Regions from separate parts of the Danio rerio genome. Here region 2 is linked to region 1. The links are chromatin contacts, called in public Micro-C maps. All regions are on one chromosome and are shown on one strand. The core of a region is the stretch at or near the end of the contact, and the rest is flanking DNA. Distances in the headings are between cores, read along the strand shown.

Region 1 (5,277 bases), core at 917-3,416:
GTTAAACATCATTTGGGAAAAATTTAAAAAAAGAAAAAAAAATTTAAAGGGGGACTAATAATTCTGACTTCAATTGTATAAATAATATTAAAGTCTATTTCATGTTTTCATAAATGTTTGCAAGCACACTTAGCAGCTTTAACCATTTAATTAGACATGATTACTTCTATTAAAATCCACATAAACACTTTGTACATGTCCACAGTGTTGTTTAGGCATTTTACAGTTGTATATTTGCCTTGACACTCATTCACAGGCTTGTTAATGCTCTAAAAGTTGAAGATGTGAAAAAGAGTGTTTTCCTCAATCAACATTCACTGTAGTCTTTGACCATGTTCTCTAATAAACTGTACAGTAACATTCTCAGACTACATTCAGGAGGACAGAAGTTACTTGTCTATCTGTCTGTCCATGTTCACAAGATCTCCTCTATATAGCATTGTTAAATAGATTTATATATATGACTTTTATTTGAACACATTGAAGTTTGAAGTATATGTAAATAATAACCTGAGCCTCGAGAAAGAAACAATTTCTTATAATTAAATTTTTTTTTTACATTATTTTTGCAACAAAAAAAGACTAAAGTAGTTATAATATATATATATATATATATATATATATATATATATATATATATATATATATATATATATATATATATATATATATATAAATATATATATATATTTTTTTTTTTTCCTCCATGGTAATTCAAGTTAGCTAAAACTATACCTTCTTCATTTTAACTAAAACATACTATACTCACAAGACACACAATAAATTTTTTTAAAGAGTATTTAAAAACGAACTAAACTCAACGTATAACTGCAAAAATATATGCAGTAATAAATGCAAAAAACTAAAATCGAATTCCAAAATGAAATATTTACGTAAATTCCCTGAAGACACCAGCACGGTGGCGCAGTGGGCACGATCGCCTCACAGCAAGAAGGTCACTGGTTTGAGCCCCGACAGGATCAGTTGGCATGTCTGTGTGGAGTTTGCATGTTCTCCCTGTGTTGGTGTGGGTTTCCCCACAGTCCAAACATGTGGTACAGGTGAATTAGGTAAGCTAAGTTGTCTGTTGTGTGTGAATGAGTGTGTATGGATATTTCCCAGTGATGGGTTGCAGCAGGAAGGGCATCCGCTGTGTAAAACATATGCTGGATAAGTTGGCGGGGTTCAGTCCTCTGTGGCGACCCCAGATTAACAAAGGAACTAAGCCGAAAAGGAAATCAATTAATGAATTCAACTGATTCATAACTAAATCAAATAAACATATGACTTTTAAGTATTTAAAAAAAATGCTGGGTTGTTGGGTCAAATGTGCACAAACCCAAGAGTTGAATACAAAAAAATAATCAAAGAAATTAACCCATTTGATTTTTCCATATTTGACCCAATTGGTTTACAACAACCAGGATGTCTTAATTTTAAATTAAAACTTAGAACTTTAGAACTAGTATCTAATCAAACGTATCTATCAAACTATTACTACTAATATATTTACATAAAAGCCCATTTTAACGATTATTATAGCCTACAATGTTCTAAATGCTGAAATAACCCAGTTTCTGAAGAGCTGATATTTTTGAGACGATCATGCCAGAGTTCCTCCAGATGAGGGCACTGTGTCTCCATCAGAGTCTCCACAGTCACTCAATACAGCCGGAGGTAGACACCAGTAAACAAGTGCAATATCATTTACACATCCAGAAAAAAACTAAACATAAAACACTCGTACAAATGAGGTTAAGCTCATCTGGCCTGAGAGCAAAACAAAATGGCGCGAAGTTTTAAACTATGGTAGCCCACTGACGACCGGGAGGGTAAACTTTTTTTCGGTAGGCTAATGCTAGTTTGTGTAATGCTTCAGTGAATCAAATTGATATATTGATTAAAATTACATCTAAATTATTAATAAAAACGTATCTACGTTTTCAGTGTTTTGAGATTTGAAATAACTCTCTTTAGTCATTTCAGACGTTTCTGTAGGTCAAACTCTACAAACTATGTGTCTAATTTGACTTTACTTTTAATTTATATATAGATACAAACACGAATTTTACTAGAAAAGTGTCTTGTGAACACTTACTGTCGGTGCAGATCTGCCGGTTTCTTCAGACTGTTACATTTTGTTTATTCCTCACAGACAATTTGGCGCGATTATGAATTCATGGTATGAACCCTTATAGGGGTGGCCAAACATATATTTATATTATCTATTGTTTTAACAATTAATACTATTATATCAGATACATGTCAGAGTAAAGTATTTGTCACTATTAAAGTGCTGTAATCTCCCCATACATCTTGTTTTGACGGATTATTTGTTTAGCATTTATTTGGGGGGTTCAAGCACCCCCACCTCGGTAAATCTTTAACTATGTAATTTGTTTAAATACTGTGAAGTGTTTACTTTATTAGAGAATTGAGAGTGTGTTTAATATAAATAAATGTTATTTTGGTAACACTTTAGTATATATATCGATTATTATATGTATCGATTATTATATGTATCGATTATATGTATCGATTATTAATTACTCACTTATTACCAAGATATTAACTGTTTATTAGCACTTAGTATCTAATTTTGATCTAATACCTAAACCTAACTACTACCTTAATAACTAATAATAATTAATATCTATTGAGCTAAAGTCTTAGTTAATGGTTAATAGTGTTAATAATTGTTCAATAAAATAAAGCATGATTATTATTTTTTTATAATAATCCTAGTTTTGCTTATTTATAATTCACTGTCAGCACTACTAACTGCTATAATTCGGTAATCAATGAATATTCATACATTAAATACACAAATAAATACATTTGAAAAATATTTATTTCAATTTATTAATTTTCTGTGTATTTATATTTATTATATTTTTTAGTCTTAAGATATATTTCTATGATATATTTTATTATATTTATTTAATTTACAGGCTTCAAAGCTGCTTTTATATAAAAAAAAATAACAGTGTACATTCAATATTTCCTTTTACTGTATGTTGTTTTTCATAAAGTCATCTATATGTCAAAGGGGTATAAGCATATTATATCATAACACATTAATCATAAATGTGACCCTGTTAATAAGCGTAATTTTTTTTTTGGAAATTAAAAACTGAATAAAAAAGTTGTAGAAAAATATTAAGCTGAGATAAAACAAATTGAAAACTAAATATTCGTATGAATAATATTGATAATATTTTAATAATACAAATAATAATATAAATAATTATTATTATATTATTATATTTTATTATTAATTATTAATATATTATTATTTGCATTATTAAATAACTATCAATATTTTGATTATATATATATATATATATATATATATATATATATATATATATATATATATATATTTTTTTTTTTTTTAAACATAATAATAAAATTATAATATTAAAATATTAATAAAATTACATTTAAAGTTACCTTTAAAAGCAAACAAAGTTATTAGCAATGCTTATTACTAACAATTTTTGTTTTATTTTAATATATTTACAGAAAATGTACAAAATATTTTTAAGGAACATGATCTTAATAATCTAATGATTTTTAGCATGAAAGAAAAGAAAACCAATCATTTTGAATCATAAAATGTATTTTTGTCTAATTTAGTGTTGTGCTCAAGGATAAGTGATCTGATTTTATTTCCTGTAATCCCAAAACGGATAAGTTTGTGTTTCAAAGATCAAATTTTACTTAAAACAATATGAATAATAAAAATCTCCCTTTCCTCATGCTTCATAGAGTTGTTTGATGCCTGTACAGCTTTTTTTCTCTCTGTCTTCAGAATTTACCACAAATAATGGGCAAAAAAAAGCTCAATCTTTCCCTCAGATCAGGCCGACAGGCAGACATGACATAAATGGATAAGTAGCCATCATTACATGAAAGATTGTTTGTTCAGCTAAATTGATCCCTCTGTTTTCTAGGGCTTGTTTGCTGGCGCACAATGTGAGAAAACGCCTGGCCTGCTCTCCATTTATCTGGACGCTAGTTTCGCACAGGCATTCAGATGCAGCTCCTGAAAGCTCATGTGTGTTCACATAACCCCTGGCATACATGGCTTTGGGTTGGGCACAGATCACAGGTAACACACAGGTGCACAGGGACAATTGACTGCGGATTGATGTAGCCTAAAGAGGAGCTGTGGTTTGGTGCCTGCGTGACTGCGGCGGGAAACCCGGAGAATTAAGGAGGAACGGGGCGGCAGCTGTGTGTGTGGAAATTCTGCTCTGTTTGTTTGCTTTTGGACGGTGAGAGTATAGTGCTGTGCACTAATGACGCTAATCCGTCCTGAGTGCTAGCGGAAATACTGATAGTTTCAACAGAAAGGTCGAATAGAGAGATCCCCCTCTTTGCAGTTCTTACACTTGATGTCAACAAATGCTAACTGATTTGATGTCCAAACCTTGACGTCTATTTGACATCCACACATTTACTAAGACAGCAACACGTTTTATAAGTTTTATTTACAAATTTACACTGGGTTTTGTGTCATGTGAACTATCTTGAGGTCAAAACAACATCAAATTGATGTCTAACAATGGCGTCAAAAACTCATCTAAACTGTTTGACTTCTAATCAAATCTTGTGATTTTTTTGTTTGTTTTTTGGACGGTGAGAGTATAGTGCTGCACTCTAACCATGCTAATCCTTCCTGAGCGCTAGCAAAAATACTGATATTTTCAGTAGAAATGTTGAATAAAGAGCATCTTGATGTCAGAAATGCTAATCAATTAAATGTCAAAACCTTGAAGTTTACTTGACATCCACACATTGATGGCCTTTTGACTAGCACAGTCATGACACCTGAAAGATTCAATTGCACATGATACATTTACGCTGGATGTTGTGTCATTACAATGCTTGTAAACTACCTTGATGTTAAAAAACATCAAATTGACATCTAACATTGCCGTCAAAACGAAAACTTTTTGATTTGTTTTTTGACGGCACTGTTAGATGTTAATTGGATGCCGTTTTCCTGTCAGAGTAGTCAATTGACATCACATTTATTTGCATTTGTGATGTGTTTGTTTGCTTTGGATGGAGAGAGTAATAGTGCTGTGCACTAATGACGCTAATCCCTCCTGAGTGCTAGCGGAAATACTGATAGTTTCAACAGAAAGGTCGAATAGAGAGATCCCCCTCCTCTCAGTTCTTACATTTGATGTCAAAAAAATGAAAAAATGCTCACAGATTTGATGTCTAAACCTTGAAGTCTATTTGACATCCACACATTTACTCAGA
Region 2 (5,277 bases), core at 1,092-3,591, 310 kb after region 1:
GTGTGCATGCAATTTCAATGGAATACTTACTTTCAAAAAGCTGCACTCGTGTGTCAGTGTGCCATCTTATAAAGACAAATTAATGCAAATAATGCATAAACTTGTGGTTAATCATTTGTTTGAGCTAGAGTTAGTGAATGCACATTATTAAACCGTATAAGTGACATTTTCGTTTGTTTTGTTTGAGTAAATCAAACAACAAATATCATATTAGAATTGCAACCCAAATGGTAAACAAAATCAAAACCAGAAGCAATTTCAAATATCCAAATTTCAAAAATTTATTCATTTCAAACTGCATTGGAAAAAAAACTCATCTTGTAACTGTTATAATGATGTTATTAGTTAAAATATATACATGGAGCGTTGGCAACTGCGTACAGGCCACATTTTACAACTACGAAAAATGAAAGTTTTAAAATAAAAACTTAAAATATCACAGAAAATGTACAGAAAATTTACAAACCATGAGAAAATAAAGAACACAAACTTCATATATCTAACAGATGAAGAGTGGGAGACCGAAAATAATCAAGTGGAAATTAAAAAAAGCTGGAGAGTGCCTCTGTTCGTTCTCTCATTTAGAACTTAATAATAATAATAATAATAATAATAATAATAATAATAATAATAATAATAATGATTTATTACTATGTACCTTCAGTGAGAAACTCTTTAAATCCAGTTTTCATGTCAGCCTTTGCAAAACTTTGACGTAAACATCAGTTGTGCATCAATTTCTTGCACAATTTTTTATAATTTTTTTAAAACTTTCTGCTGTTTACAAACATTACATCTCGTTGTTGTTATTACGCTTCTTTTTTTAGATAAATACTGTACAAAAAGTCGATTGCAATAATAAAACATTTGATTCATTCTCCCCCCGCTTGTCAACCATGTCCAAATCTCATACACCTTTTGGAAACAAAACAGAACTGAAAAATCTAAATTAAAAAAATAATAAAATAAATCAGAAGAGAACAAAACAAAAACTGTGTGGAGTTCCTACCGTTCCTCTTTTTTTTAGTTTGTTTGTTTGTTTGTTTGTTTGTTTTTTAAATAGAAAGCAAAAGTTTTGTGTTCTTTCCTTGAGCTCTATACAACTTTTTCCCTCCCCAAAAGAAGTGTTCTGTACAAAAATAGTCCAGCAGTGTAGTAAAAAGAGTTCATTTTACATATGCGATAAGGGAATCGTGCCGTTAATCGTCGTACCGGGCACAGGTGCGCTCTGGTAATGTTGGGACATGTGCAGTCTGCTCTGAGCGCTCTGGTCCTGCACCTCCGCCCCGGGCAGGTACATACTGATCATGTCCCGCAGGTCCCCCGTTTGGCACTGTCCGGCCCGGGAATGAGACGACGACGTGACCACCGGCGGACTCGAACTAGACTCGGACTTGACCACCGAGCCCATGGAGCCCAGCGTCATTCCCGGCGTGCTTTGCTGCGAATAGGACATGCTGTAGGTGGGCGAGCCGTTCATGTAGGTCTGCGAGTTGGTCATGGAGTTGTACTGGAGCGCGCTCATGTCGTAGCGGTGCATGGGCTGCATCTGCGCCGTGTTGTGCGCGTTCAAACTCGGGTGCTGCGGGTAACCCAGCTGCTCCTGCATCATGCCGTAGCCTCCGTTGGTCCAGCCGTTCATATGCGCGTAGCTGTCCATCCTCTGGTTGACCCCGGCGCCCAAACCGGCCCCTACACCCACGCCGGCGCCCATGCCGTTGCCGCCCGGCGCCAGGAGCCCGCCCGGCAGGGTGTACTTGTCCTTCTTCATCAGGGTCTTGGTTTTCCTCCGGGGTCTGTATTTGTAATCCGGGTGTTCCTTCATGTGCAGAGCCCGAAGGCGTTTGGCTTCGTCGATGAATGGTCGCTTCTCGCTCTCGGACAGAAGTTTCCACTCGGCCCCGAGTCGCTTACTTATTTCCGAATTGTGCATTTTGGGGTTCTCCTGTGCCATTTTCCGCCGCTGTCCCCTCGACCACACCATGAAGGCGTTCATGGGTCTCTTGATGCGGTCCGGGCTGTTTTTCTGGTTGTTTCCCGAGGAGTTGGTGTTCCCCGTGCCCCCGGTGTTGGGCTGGGGCGCCGGGGGCTTCAGCTCGGTTTCCATCATGTTATACATTTAAACCGATTTTCTCGAAAGTCTACCCCACCAGCCGTAAAAATAAAAAATAAAGAAGTCCAAAAAGTGTGTGGAGAGGCTGCTGAAGTTACCTTAGCAGTTGGAGGTAACTTTGCTGGGAAAAGAAGCGCTCTTAGGTCCTGTTGTGCCCACAAACTTCTTTTCTTAGTCTTGAAGAATCAACACAAACTCGGTTTCCCTCCTCGCCAGAGCCCTTGTCAACTCCTGATACTTTTTGAACAAGTTAATAGACAACCATTCATAGAGCGACTGTCAGCGAATATAAATGGGTTTGTCGCTGACCAATCAGAGCGCGTCTGCTCCCTCGGTTTGCATAAAGGGGCGGGGTTACGGACGGTCAGCAGTGCAGCGCAGAGCCACAGGCAGTGGCTGTGAGTGTGTGTGTGTGTGTGTGTGTTTATGAGAGAGCTAAAGTGAGAATATTTCACACAAACCATTTTCCAATCAAACTCTGTATGATCTTAAGATTCTAAATAAACATTTAAAGTTTTATTATTAGTATTATTATTATTATTATTATTATTATTATTATTATTATTACTATTATTATTTATCGCTTTGTTTTTAGTGTAAGTTTGCGTATTCAACACATCAGTTAAACTCTTAAAGCACTGAAAATAAAATAAAGATTTTTTTAAGTTAAAACGGCAAGCTCATAATATTAAAAACTTCCAAAATAATGCGTGAATAAGCCGAATAAAATATAGCTATTTATTATTTAGTTCGCATTTAAAAATGAGCAGCGGCTTGTTTTATTAACGAATACAATAAAGTAAACGCAGGCGCACGAATTTAAAAGGTGTCATTTTAAAAACACTCGTTCTTGAGACATTATCCCAACTAACATGCCTGTATTTATGCCACTACACTTCAACCGGCTCAAGCTGAATGTGAATTAGAAAATGGAGGCCCGTCAATCATCACAAATAGGTAGTTTTGTTTCGGCTGTTGTCATTACATCACTCTGAACAAAAGCACGACAAAAGCCGACTACACTGACCATCTGAGTTGTAAGGATTTGTGTTATTAGGATTCACTCCATGAAGAGTGACAGGGGGAGAGGGTTTATTCAGCACAGCCTCCTTCAAAATAACAAGAGCACGGGCGCTTTGATTAAATCCAATTATTTGTATAATAACTAAAAACACAAGGAGCTATTTTTTGCCCAACACATCTATTCTCCGAGAATTACGATTAAAAGCTGATCATTCTTCCTGCAGAAGTTGACTTTACTCGACAAGAGTGGAACTAATATACAAACAGGCTTAATGTCAGGAGGAAAAAATGCCTATTTTATATTTTTCTTTTCCACGAAAGCATGTTTTATGTTTCAACAGCGTCCTCTTGCGGTCACACTGATACAAACTCGTGCTCCCTCAACATTTTCCACATGCACGCAGTTATTTTGGATTGCTTTATAAATAAGTTTTAGTCGCTGTACTTTTTATATAATTAGCGGGAGATAAAAAATAATAATTACACAAAACAAACAACATAAATTCCAACAATAATACTTATTTTTTTAGGGTTGCATGCATGAATAAATAAACACTCTCTCAGCGTCGTTTTAAACTTGTAAATCGACTAACAACGTGAGAATTTCAACACGACGGCAATGCAGCATGCGCCTTTATAATGCAAGTCTAAACTGCGCGCTCTCGATCTGCATTTGAGTGCCTTAATCTGCTTATGGAAATGTGTAGAACAGCGGGGAATCTCTAACATCCCAGAGTGGCTCCTGCTTTGGCTAAATTGTTAATTGTCACAGTTCTTCACAATAGGTGTATCAGCTCCTGAAAAGATTCTTAATATTAAACTAAAATATATATATGTAACAACTAATTTTATATATGCAAAAAAAAAATGTTTTTAACAAACATAAATTAACAGGCACGATAAAACAAATGTAACAAACAAAGATTTGGCATGTAAGAAAAATTATTCGTATTTTATAATATATGTCATTTATATATATATTTTTTTATCAACACATTTTTTAAACTAAAGCGATATAATAAACGAATAAATTAAAATAACTAGCCTACAACAAAAAAGAAATGTGTCATTCACCCGTGCCCTCATGTTTGCGCTCAATAATTAAACGCAAATTCAGCGGCGCATCTTTACCTATATATGCATTTATAAATTAGCTCGAGAATTACACAAAACCTTCTTTATAATTATTCAAGCATTTAATCCTAAAATTGGGAGATACAAATTACTACATATTAAGAGTGAGACGGGGGATAAAGGGGAAAGACATGGAGATGTGTCCACTAGGGGCCGCACTGACTGCAGATCAAAATTTGACTCATAACCCATTTCATACAGGCTGCTTCTGAAAAATGATAACGGTTTCCACTTTATTTAGATGTTTTTAACAGTAATATATAAAAATAGCGAAGACTGGATTAGCATTTTTTATCATTAAAACAAAATAGCGAATTTAGCAATTATATAAAAAGTTAGACATAATTTAAAACAAGCCTGTCATTTTGACATTTCTAATTATTATTAATCTTTGTAATAAACGCCGCTTTAAAATTATAATTCGCATACATTTTAAGCACATTTGTGCGTATTAATTGCACTTAATTTCAACTCGTTTTAATTAATATCATCAAAGTAAGTAAATGTGAAAAACAAACGTTAGTTTGTTTGTATTTTCCAAAGTTTGCCAAACAGCCGCGAACACTCAACAAGTACGATTTTTACTATAGTACATGCATCCAATAAAACCAATAACATACAGGCTAGTGGATCGCTTGAATAAATAATGCAACTTCCAAAGTTTTAATATCAAATCAACCCCACGCTGTTTACATCTCTAATTAAATCCAGTCCCAGCAGACAGACACGCACAAACGAGCCGCACACCCAAAAGTTACTCACACTCACTTTGACTGACACATCCAAAAGTTCCCCGCGCCTGCCGGCCGGATCCTCCCATGCGCGCCCAGCGAGGAGTCGCTTTTTCCGGCCGCGCAGTTTTCCGGCAGCCGCTCTCATGATCCATAGCGTCCAGTCGCTCCGTGTGCCCGCTCAGAGTGCTCTCAGCGCGGCTGCTCTCACCCGCCTCAGCCCCTCTGCAGCTCCACGCCATCTGAAAAGGGGCCGATTGAAAAAGAAGAAGAATG

The links. Hi-C and Micro-C count contacts between places; a contact is called where the count stands out from the background.
Region 2: a Micro-C map of caudal fin shows a contact between it and region 1, with 7 times the contacts expected there. The contact joins the promoter of sox2 here to the promoter of atp11b in region 1. A contact is called at or near these places in 4 of 18 Hi-C or Micro-C datasets (caudal fin, embryo and an unstated tissue) and 1 of 4 datasets of contacts at active chromatin or transcription factors (embryo).

What each region holds. Positions count from the first base shown.
Region 1 is chr22:39,169,329-39,174,605 of GRCz12tu, forward strand. It overlaps atp11b (ATPase phospholipid transporting 11B), which reads right to left and starts at 2,167. Exons shown (of 33, transcript XM_073937652.1): 1 at 2,099-2,167.
Region 2 is chr22:39,474,965-39,480,241 of GRCz12tu, forward strand. sox2 (SRY-box transcription factor 2) reads right to left here and starts at 2,342. Exons shown (of 1, transcript NM_213118.1): 1 at 257-2,342. The coding sequence starts at 2,119. The coding sequence ends at 1,172. sox2ot (SOX2 overlapping transcript) reads right to left here. Exons shown (of 6, transcript XR_011008309.2): 4 at 5,039-5,243.